Regions from separate parts of the Mus musculus genome. Here region 1 is linked to region 2. The links are chromatin contacts, called in public Hi-C maps. All regions are on one chromosome and are shown on one strand. Each heading gives the region's core, a stretch centred on a gene start, on an enhancer-like site or on the middle of the called end of the contact. The rest is flanking DNA. Distances are from core to core; before and after follow the strand shown. Region 1 has its middle 58 kb from the start of Gpr141. Region 2 holds the start of Gpr141 (G protein-coupled receptor 141).

What was found. Hi-C and Micro-C count contacts between places; a contact is called where the count stands out from the background.
Region 1: a Hi-C map of bone marrow-derived macrophages shows a contact between it and region 2, with 2.0 times the contacts expected there. The contact joins the enhancer-like site here to the promoter of Gpr141 in region 2. A contact is called at or near these places in 3 of 484 Hi-C or Micro-C datasets (bone marrow-derived macrophages, group 2 innate lymphoid cells and nephron progenitors) and 2 of 9 other capture datasets (adipose tissue and liver).

What each region holds. Positions count from the first base shown.
Region 1 is chr13:19,879,264-19,886,184 of GRCm38.p6, forward strand. No RefSeq gene overlaps it. Among named protein-coding and RNA genes, the nearest start is that of Gpr141, 58 kb to the left of the region's middle. Within about 2 kb of position 3,863, at least 17 of the 459 cell types and tissues checked have an H3K27ac peak or open chromatin away from gene starts, as enhancers often do. A contact at or near this core is called in bone marrow-derived macrophages, where this site is marked.
Region 2 is chr13:19,820,644-19,827,341 of GRCm38.p6, forward strand. It overlaps Gpr141 (G protein-coupled receptor 141), which reads right to left and starts at 3,614. Exons shown (of 5, transcript NM_181754.4): 1 at 3,487-3,614. It also overlaps the pseudogene Gm19154.

The DNA of each region.
Region 1 (6,921 bases), core at 2,613-5,112, 59 kb after region 2:
TGAAGGAAATCTTTACTGGATGTAAATGTGTTTACTCTTGGATTTCATATTATCTTTCAAATACACAATCTCATTTGAGCTAAATATTATTTTATCTAAGGCTCAGAAAACTTCCATATTCAAGTTTGATGGATGCCACTTCTTTGGTGTCCTTACAAACATTACAGATTCAATATTTGGAGAACAAACTTTACAGTTAAGAATTATCAGCTATAGAGAGGATAAGAAGAAAGACCAGAAACAAAAGACCTTCTTGTGTCCTTTTTTATTCAATCATTGTTTCATTCAAGCTTTATCTATTTATTATCTTTGCCATATATTTACTTCTTTCCTAAGTAACTTTTTTTCTGTTTTATTTCTTTCACTTATTATTTTTTGAGAATTTTGAACATGTGTGCCTTATTTGCATCATGTCCACCCCTACCACTGTCCCCTGACTTCTGCTACCACAACCTCCCTCTCAAATTCATGACCCCAATTTTTAAGTTAATACTGTTATGTGCACACAGACACACATGAATACTATACTAAATTTAATAGGTATTGTATATTGGATAGATTTTCTGGTTAAATGTTTTATATTTATTTTAAATTTCTCAAAAAGTCTTGAAATTCTTAATAAACTTTTCAGTAACTGTAAAAAATAAAGAATTCTAGTAATCAATGCATATGAAACAAATGCAATGTCTTTTAAAAACAAAACAAAACTTCAGTGGGCTGGAACTATGACCAAGTATAGAGTGCTGGCTACACAAGTGTATGGATGAGAGTTCAGATCCTCATCTCCTAAAACATAGCATCAGCACGGCAGCTTCCCTACAAACTCACCACTAGATGGACAAAGACACAGGGCCCAGGGCAGGTGGGTGACTACCCAGACTGGTGAGTTCTAGACACAAGTGAAAGACTCAGCCTCAATATGCAGCCCCAATATGCAGGTGGAGAAAAATCAAAGAAGACTCCAGACACCAACTTCTGCCTATACCATACATGTGCCACACACACAGACACACACACACATTTTCTAGTAGAGGCAATTGAATTACAAGAATGTATTGACTTGTACAGTCTTCTCACACAATCAGTGATAAAGCCAAAATCCTGGCTTCTGACTCTGCGTCATCCCATTTCTCTGGAGTGCTCCTGACAGTGAGAGGCTGGAATCAACCCTAGTCATTTCATTGCCGGTCAAGGTTATAGGACCTTATCCAAAGCTGCTTCCTAGTGGTGACCAGGGAGACAACCATTTTGCAGAAACGCTGCCTCTCTTCCTACAAAAGTCTGTGATGGTGTCGCAGGGGGAGCTATTTCCTCTCAGGATTTTTGTTTGTTTACTTATGTTAAAAACAGAATTTTAATGAAAGATGCCTTTGAGGGATAATATGCTGCTTAAAAAAAAATCATTTTTTTCCCAGCTTATAACCTAAAGGACTCTCCGAAGACATGGAAACCTCACAAAATTGCACCATAAAAGACTCTAATGCAGTGTGTGTGGCACACCCCTGTGAGAGTCGGGGGTGCAGTGTGTGTGGCACACCCCTGTGAGAGTTGGGGGTGCAGTGTGTGTGGCACACCCCTGTGAGAGTCGGGGGTGCAGTGTGTGAGACACACCCCTGTGAGAGTCGGGGGTGCAGTGTGTGTGGCACACCCCTGTGAGAGTCGGGGGTGCAGTGTGTGCGACACACCCCTGTGAGAGTCTGGGGTGCAGTGTGTGCGACACACCCCTGTGAGAGTCTGGGGAATGTAGGAGAGCTTTGAAAAAGCAGAATCTGGATAGAATTAGCTCCCTCATGCAAACACCTGCACACACAATCAATAACATGACGACAAAGGCTGGATGCTCACCCCACACGGGCTGGGCAAACAAGAGCACTGATGCTCCTGGCCATGACTAGGCTAAAGAGAGCTGTCACAGTGGAAAGAGCAGGACCAATCCCCTGAACTGAGCTCCACCAACCAAAACAGACAGGTGAAACAGCTAAGGACATTTATATATTCCTTATTTCTATGTGGTTTAGTAAAAATAGCACAATCGCTTCTCGGCCTTTTGGCTAAGATCAAGTGTAAGAATAGCACAAGCACTGTCCCAGGTCATTGGAATGCCTACAGGGTACTTACAAATCTTCCGGATGGATTTAAAGAAAACATATATGTGCACATGATACATGAAAATATAAAACATAACACACACACACACACAACAGTATTATAGTTTGAATCTTGAATGTTCCCCAAGAGGCCTAGTAGCTGAAGGTTTATTCAGTCTTATTATTGGGTGATGGTAGAACTTTTAAGAGGTGGTACTTAACCTGTGAAAGTTAGGCTGTTGGAGGGGATACTGGGACTCTGACTCTTTCTCTCTGCTTTTTCCTGACACTAAGCGTACAGGTTTATTCTCCAATGAACATGAACTTCCACCATGACACACTGTGACAACGGATAAAAGCAAACAATAGTCCTACCTGCTGTAATACCTACAAACCACAGCAATAGCCAGAATGACCAGATATCCCAAAAGGTTCAGTAGAGTCATTATAGCCTAGGGAGTATGCAATAGCTATCTGTTCCAACAGGAAGAAGTGTAGGATTCACAGTGTAAATCCAGCCCAATACCCATGGCTAGTAAGGCCAGGGGCCCTAGATAGGTTCTAACTATAGAACTATTATTAGCCCTAAACCAGTATACTTCCTAACTTCCTTCTAAATGCTTCTCCATATACCCACAGCTAAGCGTAGCTCTTTCCTGTCATCAAGAAGCTTCTTTGTGAAGCAGGAAGAGACCATTACAAAAAAAACCACAACTTGTCAAAATCCAGGGATCAGCTGGCCATGGAGCGTCCGATATCGGTTAATGTACTACAGCCCCTCTAAACTAAGGCTCAGGGACGTCTTAGAAGAAGGGGTAGAAAAATAGTAAGAGCCACAGAACCAGGATGTCTTCTGTGAGATTGTGCCTTCCATGAGTGATAGGGAAGCTGCACCCAAGGGATTAATGATAATAGGAAGTGACCTGCAGACATGGAGGATGTAAATCTCACGAGAACCCACCTCTAGATGAAGAACTACAAACAAGCAGGGGCTACTACAAACGGCAGAATCAGTTTTGTCCAATGCTAAGCCCTAGGAGAGGTTAATCCCAAGTGCTCAACTCTAAACATATATATACACCTGCACAATACTAAATGAACTCAACATGTTGTATGTATGAATTTGTATGTATGTGTACATATGTAACAAGAATTACAGAATAAGAAATCATGAATTTGTGGAGTAAGAGGCCATGGGAAGTGTTGAGGAGGAGAGATTTTTATATATGAAAATCTCAAAAGAAACCACATATAGTATACTAACATAATGTGTGTGTATGTATTATGTATATATATATGTATATATTGTGTAAAGTGTAAAATGTATAAAGCATATATTTTTCTGTTTATATAAAACACTTAACACATTATTTATGCACTCAGTCACTCAGTGCCTAATAAATGCTGATTAAGGTTTTCTTTGCTCTGTTTTCTGCTTCTCAACTTGATTTTTCCCTCAAATACTCTGAATCCCTTTTTCTATTTTGCATTTAAAGCACATATCCATGGGTTAAAGAAATCGTATGGCGCCTGCTACTTGAATAGGCAGGCAGCAATGCCTCTATCAGCCCGGCACCCTTCCACTTCGGAAGGTAAGCAAATGGAGTGGGCAGCTTCTAAGGTTCATTGCCTCACCTTGGAGACTCAGACACACAGGCAAACAATCTAGAGGGGTGCAACAGTTCCCTTGTCTCCTGCAGCCTTATCGCCTGAGCAGCCCGCAGCACTTCCTTGTCCTGAGGCTGCTTAATATCAGCTGTGGTGTTGCCCAATGTTTGGGCCAGATTCCTTCCCCAGATGATAAGCCCATTATTTGCTCTAGCAATATGTGAAGCTGTGTGTCACTGAACCAAGGCCAACCCTCCTTTGCCTAGGAGTTTGTAGTGGTGCTTTCTCACCTCCAAAGCTTTGGAATAACTGCTACAGCCCTGTATAATCAATGCTAAAATATCAACAGGATGATAGTAAAGACTAAATTAGTAAAGCAAGAAGCCTGTGGGCAAAGACCAGATGTCCTTGTAACGTTTCGCCAGCAAAACACACTCGGACAACCAGATCCTTCTACGGCAAAGCTTTATTGCTTACTTCTCAGGAAGACCCCCAACCCGGAAAATGGAGCTGTTTAAATACCCCTCTGTGTGACGTGTCAGCTCCTGATTAGCTGCTCACCCATCACCCCACTATTACACCCCGGGATGGGCAGTGACTTGGCACTAATTTACTCCAGCACCTGCGCACATTGCTTGTTTACTAGTTAGGCACTGTAGAAGCCAGCGCCATCTTGTAATGTCGATTGTGCACGGCTTCCCACAACCAGACTGGAAAGCACTTCAACAAGAATGAAAAACACAGGCAGAACAAAGGACCTGTTTCGTCCACCTACCCATGCCTGGAAATCCTAGGGGGTGGTTGGAGTTGAGTATCTCCAATGGCTCTCAGACATTACACAGCTCTACCCTTCTGATCTCAGCCACAACTCGGGGTCACTGGGTTCCCTTGTCATACAGTTCCCCCAAAAGAAACGTGCTATTATTTTAAAGCATGTGTTGTAGGTTGCACTTGTGTGTGTGTGTGTGTGTGTGTGTGTGTGTGTGTGTGTGTGTGTGTGTACTTGACAAATATCCATCTTTTTCACAACCCATCCTTTCAGGCTGCTCAAGCAGTATGTGATTTCTCCAATGTGTCACCTTACTTTGAATGCCGTGCCTGACACACAGTACATGACATGCATTTGTTGAATAGTATGATTTCAGTAGTGACCCTGCAAAATGAATCATTTAGATAAATATTCCTAACCTCAACTAGAATCATGCTGAGAATGTGCCAGCACAGCAGGGCTTTGCTGGAGCCGTGTGTAAAGTAGCCAAGGCCTTTGGAAAAGCCTAGATTGTCAGACTGGATCCTGGTCAATCCATGTCTCTTACAGCCCATTTTGTATTCTATACCTGTGCTAACATGCATCCAAATCCCAGGAAAACACAAATTATTCTCTGCTCAATGACTGCAGTCTTCTTTTTTTAGACAATCAGCACACAGCTAAAAAGCATGCCAGACTCTGTAGCTGCTCTCCGATGTTGCAGGCATCTTATATCTGCCACTTTCAGAAAGGAAAGGCCCTGTATCTACTTATGCCTATCCCCTAAAGCATCTGCCAGTCTAGCACGTAGCAAGCCGTTCTCTGACTAGTTATTAGCACTTGTCAAAATTTTGCATGCATGACAGACATGGGCGACTTAGAATTTATAAGGATGTATTTTTGTATTTATGTGATTACGAAAAGAAACTAAAGTCAAATCCTGAACAGTGAAAAGCAGAACTCTCAGTGCTACACTAGAAAGTGATGAAACCCAAGGGTTTTTTTGTAGGACTGTGGAGCTGCCTCAGTGGGTGAAATGCTTTCCAGGCAAGCATTACAAACCAAGTTTGAATTCCTGGAAGGCATGAGCCCTGTGTGGTAGCATGAATCTACTACTACTGGTTCTTGTGAGATGGAAGGTGGAGACAGAATATCCTAATGTCCTGGGGCCAGCTACCTGGCATATACAAGAGTGAACAATAAGGAGACCATGTCCCAAACAAGGTGGAAGCTGATGAGCAGCTCCCACGGTTGTCCCATGACTCCCACGGGTATACCACGGTATGAACACATGATGCACGTACAAGTACACTCACACACAAACACACGCTCAGGAACACAATTAGTCACTGAAAACAATGTCCTTTGCTAACTATGCAAAAGTAAACTCCATAGTCTCTAGTGGGTCAAGATAAAGGGGAAATTCTTACAGGGAGGCCTCCAAAAACACAATCTGGGTAATCTCTAGCTTTAGCATGTGAAGCCTCATAGAGTGTGTGTGTGTGTGTGTGTGTGTGTGTGTGTGTGTGTGTGTTTGTGTGTGTGTCGATTGTTCTCAATGGAAAATTATAAGTATAAGAAAATGAAGAATGGTACACGGGACTGCAAGCATCCATTATTTAAGCTTCAATAATTCTGAACAGGAGACATATCTTGTCCCATTTCTATCTCCATCATTCCTCCCAAAATTACATTTTTGAAAAAAATATACTACAGCACTTAATTCACAAATGTTTCAGTCATATATATAAAAACTCTTTTTTGAAAGAATGTATTATTTTCACACCTAAAATCATGGTTTCTTAGTATCTTTTAAATTTCTTATTAAAAATAGATTCTTCTCTCTTACAATACTTCCCAAGCAGTTTTCCCTCCCTCCACTTCCCCAACCTTCAACTACTTCCCCATATCCACTCCACTTCCATTTCCTTTTCAGAAAGAAAAATAATTTAGTATTCTTCATATTTATTGACATCTTGATATATTCAGTTAAAATTCAGATTTTCCAAAAATTCAGATTTTTGATATTGGTTGAATTTCATAGTGTTTGTTTTTGGGGCTGGCTTGTTTGAATCAAAACCCAAGTAAGGCACACCCTTTATCCTGGTTGATCCAGCTCAGAACTTCTATATCCATTCACCTGCAGGCTCCCCACACTCCTCACTATTTTTATTTGTAATCCATCCTGTGATGCAAGTGGGTCCCTTGTTCTCCAGCCTTCTACACACTGGACTTTCTTGGTACGGCACAGCTCATGGCTTCGCCAGCAGTCCTGTCCCTTGTGTTTGCTGAGCCTTTGCAGGTTACAAGAGATTCGGAGTTGACATCTGGAAACAACATTTCATTGCTTCCTGTCACCTGAAAAGATACATAAAATTTTTTGATTGTATTTTCTGTAATAAAACCAGTCATCAGGTTCACCTTAAAGGGTCAATCTGAGCTGTTTCTCTGTTTGCAAGTATATGAGTACGAATGTGG
Region 2 (6,698 bases), core at 2,364-4,863:
AGAATTAGAAAGACTCTGAGTTAATTTTTTTAAAAATGTCAAATTCAATGAATTGAAACTTATTAATATAAGGATTATAGTTGCTAAGTAGAAATATGGAGGGAGACCTTAGATTTGGAGAAAGTGTGTTTGCCCTGGTTCAGGGTCATCCACAGTGTCCTGCCATGGTCACAGCAGAACAAGTTTATAACATGCTATGCTATGCAAGTTAAAACATAGCCATGCTAGGATTCCAATAGAGGTCATAGGTCCAACTCTTGGGAAATTTGTTGATGAGTATACCATCAGAGTGATTGATGTATTGGTTATGTCACAGTCAGATACAGGTATCAGGGTAGGAGCTGTTGATCCAGTGTTCGAAACCAAACTGCCAGAAATGCTAAAAGAAACGGGGATTCTGACACGTCTGTTAGCTGGTATGCAGTCACCAAGGCTTTGGTTGTTGCCATTCTGCCTCTGATATCAACACACAACAGAACTCTGATACTTTCCCTGATAGAGCAGTGGTGGCCTTGGCTGTGGCTCCCACTCAGGGTGTAAAGAAGCCGATTGTTATTAATGCCTTCAGACTGACTACATGATGGTAGCCTTGGAATATCAACCAAGACAACTTCAAATCTGGCCCAATGAAACAAACTATCTACCCAGGCATTAATTCATTAATTAAGCAAATGTCACTACCCTATTATACTATTAATTATCAGCCAAAATGAACTGAAACAAAAGACACTGTTAAGTTTGCCTAAGTAGAGTTGAGTGGAAGGTTTGATACCTCAGAACTACAGTGCCCATTGTGAACAAAGAGAGTCAGTTCCAAAAGAGATGATAGAATTAACCAAGAATTACAATAAGGCTGTAAAAACAAAACAAAACAAAAAACAAAAAACAAAAAAAACCATAACACCTGAACAACTGGTAATAAAGAATGTTAGCAAGCAGGATCCCAAACACTATCGAGAAGAAACGATGGATATAGTTATGACTTCAAATATTGTCCAGTGTTTCACAACAATTTTACATATTGTTTCATTTAAATAAAGCAACACAGAAAGCTTTTCCAAATACATTTGACATATATTCCTCCATTATTCCTAATGCTGACAATCAAGGGGATTCTAAAGGTATATTTGGTGACATGTAGGACATGTGGTATCATTTCAGCACTGTGACACCTCTGGTCTCAGTTACACAATTACTTCTGTTTCCTTAGGGTTTTGTGGATTCCAAAGTTGTGTAAGAATATATCAAAGTGAACAATTTTTTTCTAAGATCCCATTTACTATTTGGCAAAAGAGTAACACAAAAGAAAATACTTTTACAATAAAAAAGAAATACTTGAGCAGTTTTGGAATTTTTCTCAAGTCTCCTTGAAGGACATCATTAATTTGAACAGACTAACATTTTTATCATATCTAGACTTATTATTGCAGTGACAGCATACAATGTTACTTATGGTGCTAACACAAAGGCTTTCACATAGTAAATACTAAAAACTTTGCAGGGCTTGCTGAGTCTCACATTGGAAGAGCATTTTCATGAATAAGTCTGATTTTCTTCACATGAGCTAGAATTTAGGCCACTGTGGTATTTGAAAAGGTCTGTATACCTTTTCTTCCCATTAAAAAACATTTTTGCATCCCCTCAAACTTTTGTAGACAAATTCAGGTGATAGGTAAATCACCCTATAGACAATCCAGTGCTAAAATGAACAATTCTGGTGACCTCTTACTTTAAAATTATGAAAAATGACAGTGGAGAATGGGGACCCTGGGGCAAAGACGTTTGTTCCCTAAGCTCCAGCCACCTTTCTTCTCTCTTTTGTATCTGCTGTGAACTAAGAACAGTTGTTGTGGTTTTAATGTTTCATTTTAAATGGACACATGAATACTAACATGTTGCCTTCAACTTTCCTCAGCCTTCACAGCATAAAATGATTATTATGCAGCCTTTATTTAAAAAAAAAAAGTTTGTCAAACTTTTCTGGCCTAGAAGGTTTAGATAATATTTCTCCAACCAAACAGGATTTTGACAAACAGAATTGCCACCCCCTGATTGATCACCAGCTGCTCTTCCTGTTCTGCCTATTGACTAAGGTACTAACTTATAAATTGATTTAGAAAACAGGATAAGGAGTTGTAAAACTGAAAAAGTAATTTCTCAATTATATTCTGTAGCTGTGAGGAAACTGAAGCACAGTGAATTTAGTGACTTGCAAGAATACATTTAGAAAAAGGACAGAGCTAGCTTTGTAGAGTCAGAGAGTGACTTTTTTTTTTTTTTGCATTTCTAGTCACTTTAATAGTTGTATGAATGCATCAACAAAATTGCAAATCACAGAGTGATATACATAGATATAAAGACACACATGGAAGCATACTTTGAAGTACACATGGATTCATTGATAAAGTAAATTCACATGATGCAACAATCCCCTCTCTTTGCATGTACCTAAGGACATGAAGGGAGTATCATGGAGAGATGTGAGCATCTCCATGTTCACTATTACAATATTTCAACAGCCAAAATTAACAATGTCCATCCATAGATCAGTGGTAATGAAAATATAAAGACATAAATATAGTAAAAATTACTCCTTTGTCTAAAATAAAGGGGTTTTTCTATCTCTACCAGCACATATGAGCCCAGAGGACAATCCACTAAGTAAAACAAGACATACAAAAAAAATGACAAATATTATATCATTGAGAATGACTGTTTTTAAAATATTATCTTATTTCATTCCACATATTGGAAGTATACCATTAGTTGTATATAAGAGATAATGGCATTTTCAGAAAATAAAATTAATTGTACAGGTGTTTATTTATGAGTTCAAAAATTAATTTTAGAGTGTTTCTGTCACATAACTTAAAATTGGGATGACAAGGAGTGTAGTATGCTGAGAGTTCAGTTCAGTGACCAAGTGCTTCCCTTGCCTAAGCAGGCCCTGGGTTTCACGCCCAGAAATTCAAAAGTAAAACAACACACAGATTATTTTGAGCCAATTTCTTTAGAAATTTCTCAGGATGTGATTGCTATGATAATTTTTTTGTATTGATTAGGGTTATCAGAATGGTTCCAAATGAAATATGATGACATTGTCAATAAAAGCATTAAAGGGACTTTATACTAAAAACCACATCATTTTAAAGGTAAGTCTCTAAATAACTGTCTATAAATCTAACACCAAGTCCTCTATGATGCTGTAACTGGGATTCATTTCTGTTTCTCTTTTGGGACAAATTCTGAAATAAGTGTGTCCACTTTAATACCTAATACAAACTTGACTTCATTTTCAGAAGATATGTCACACACAGGAAGGAGAAGGCAATTCTTTTTAGAACAGAGCTTTGTGGTAAAAATCGAGGAGCTTTCTTTTCATAGCACTTGGTTCTGAAGATTCCAAATTAGACCCAGAAAACAACAGGAGGCCTGTTTTTATCAAGGTCATTGCAGAAACCTTTACCCCAGTACTTCAACACTTACCTTAAAAGCCAGATTTCCAGTATGAGTTGCTGAGTCGGGTTACCGGTCTAAATTCCAGAGAGGCTCTCCAGCAGCAGGGCTGTCTTGGCACATCCACCCTCCTTGTTCACAAAGTCTGTAAACTGACCACTGTGCAAAAGGAAGCTCAAGGGTTCTGTGTTCTTCAGGGTGTCATCAGACCACAAAACCTCAAAGCCATTTCAAGCACACTAGCACGAAAAATGCCAAGCATTTAAGGATGAATAGTCCAAAGTGAAAAAAAAAAATGACAGGAAGGCCTACTGTCAAGAAATGTTTATTAAGGTTTGTTGATTACTCTGTTAAGTATTTCTTATCAAACTTTATAGAGAATATGAAATAAAGGCGATATTATGAAAAACAGAAACAAGAGATGAGCCATGTATTATGTTAAGGGTGAAGTATTTTTTCTGTCTCTGTGTGTCTGTCTGTCTGTCTCTGTCTCTGTCTCTGTCTCTCTCTCTCTCTCTCTCTCTGTCTCTCTCTCTCTCTCTCTCTCTGTCTCTCTCTCTCTCTCTCTCTCTGTCTCTCTCTCTCTCTCTCTCTCTCTCTCTCTCTCTCTCTCTCTGTGTGTGTGTGTGTGTGTGTGTGTGTGTGTGTGTGTGTGTGTGTGTGTAAAATATTTTCTACACAGGTGACCCAGGGCTCCTTCTCTTCTAACTTTGGTGGTTAGTTCAGTATTAATATTTTCACTAATATACAGCAGTGACCAAAATACTCTACTCATGTCACAGATTAATAGAAAGCTTTCAATCTAAACATATTCTAGCAATGGATGAAGAATGCATTTGTGCATGGTGACTTTTTTATTTATTGATTTATTGTTGTTATTGTTGATGATGATGAGTGTTTAAGACACTGGGAAAGAAGATATGGAAAGTGTTAGAGAGAAAGGATGGGAGGGAATGCACCACAGTGCATGTGTGGAGGTCAGAGGACAACTTGGCAGAGTTAATTATCTTCTTCCAAATTGGTTCCAAAGACTGAACTCATCACAGGCCTGCATCCTAAACACGTTTACTCACTGAACCATTCAGTCCCGATTCACTCTTTAAATTTCAACAGAATCTTTAAATAAATAAATAAATAAGTAAATAAACAAATTTATACACACAATTATAAAGATATTATACTGTTTTGAAAGTAAGTTCTTTGTGCCATATGTGCATTATGTCAATATCATTAACTTTGAATTATTTTATTTTTTATTTAAATTATATAATTTTGCTTATTTTTTATTATTTAAAAATATTTTTAAATTTAAATATATTATGACCATATTCATCCCCTTTCCCCAAGTCTTTTCAGATCTTATCCCTCCTCCTTACCCATGCAAATTTAATTCTTTCTTAAAAAATAAGCAAAAATCTAATCAACAACAAAACTCCCCCAAACCAAGAAAGTAAAATAAAAATAAATCCAAAAATAAAAAACAAGGAACAAAAAGAAACATCAAACCATAGCCAAATAAAAGCATACACACAGGAAAAACAAAACCTGAAAAGTCCATTATATGTTAGTTAACTACTGAACATGGGGTCTATTCTGGAGTGGTTGATAAACCCAGTGTCACTCTATCAGAGAAACCTGTTTTTCTCTCTCAGCAGGTATAGGTGACAGTTCAGTTTTTAACCTATACCCTAGTGGCTAGGTGTTCATTCATTCATTCACTTTCTAAAATCATAACAAAATAAAATATAATAACTGTTGTGTTTTATAAAAAGATAAAGAGAGAAATTTATTTGGTAGGCTGTGCAGTCAGGTGTGGGGGAAGGGGGATGCCTCCGAGGGCCCATGCTGAGGCATCCCTTCCCCCTGAGGGACCAGCCACATGATGGTATAGTATAGAAAAGAGTTTATTCAGGGCATGGGGAGAGGAGTTAAGAGGATAGTAGAGACAGAGTTGGGGGGGCTGCCTTGAGCACGAGGAGAGAGAGGGGGTAGGGGAATGGGAAGAGAAGGGGAAGGAGCTAGAGGACAGAAGGGAGCAAGAAGGCAAGAGCAAGAGAGAGCAGAGAGGCGAGCAGTCCTTTTTATAGTGAGTCAGGCATAACTGGCTGTTGCCAGGTAGCTGTAGAGAGGAGCTTAGACAAAACATTAACAATAAGATAAAACAAAACTATAATATCATAGTTTGGCAAGACAAACCAATAGAAGGAAAAGATCAAGAGAAGCCACAAAAGTCATTAACTCATTTGTTTGCACACTCAGGAACCCCATAAAAATACTAAACTGGAAGCTATAATGTAAGCACAGAGGACGTGGTGCAGACCCGTGTTGGTCCTGTGCGTGCTGCCTCCATCTCTGAGTTTATATGAGCCTTGTTCGTGTTGATTTAGAAGGCCTTGTTTTCTTGGTGTTCTCCATGCTCTCTGGCTCTTATCCTATTTCCACCTCCACTTCCATGGGGTTCTTGAGCTCTGTGGTGGAGTGGGTGGGGAGTAGAAGGCATCCCATTTAGGGCTGAGGGTCCAAGGTTTCTCACTGTCTGCATGTGTGGCTGCAAGAGGAAGATTCTGTGATGATGGCAGAGCAAGGCACTGATTGACATGGATAGCACGATGTCACTAGGAACCATTCTATCACATTTGCTTTTCTTTTTATAGACCAATAGTATTTGATTTTACCATAGGTCTCTGGGCTATCTAATCTCAGTATCAGATATAGGGTCCATCTCCTGGAGTGGGCCTTAAGGCAATTTTTAATATAATCATTACTTTGTAAATCGTGTAATAGTCTATAAGCCTATGAGTTAGTTATAAAATTTGTTTTTAACCAACATCTTAGACACACCTGCATTTTAAGCTATATTTAGATGTATTTGTATTTTAAAATATGTTAGAGGCACCAAGTTGATACTAACCTTGAGTTCGTGTTACTTTACAGGCCCTAGTTAGATGTAACTTGATCATTTCTGGTGGTTTCTGATCTCCTTTACAGGGCTAAGATGGTAATTGTTTCAGCCAGCTTCTGGCAATCCATTCCTAGTTTAAGTAACTAACTTTGTAGTTTGAAGAGAAGGAACTTTACATCAGGAAAGTATTGAATTTCAGCAGTCATGTTTCATATCTGCACATGAGTAAAAATGTTGGTCACTAAAAAGACCTGTGGTTGGAGGTATTTCAATTTTTTGATATCCATAGTATCTGCAGATTAAGGAAGATGGAGGGATCTAGAGAGGGGCACTCTTTCGC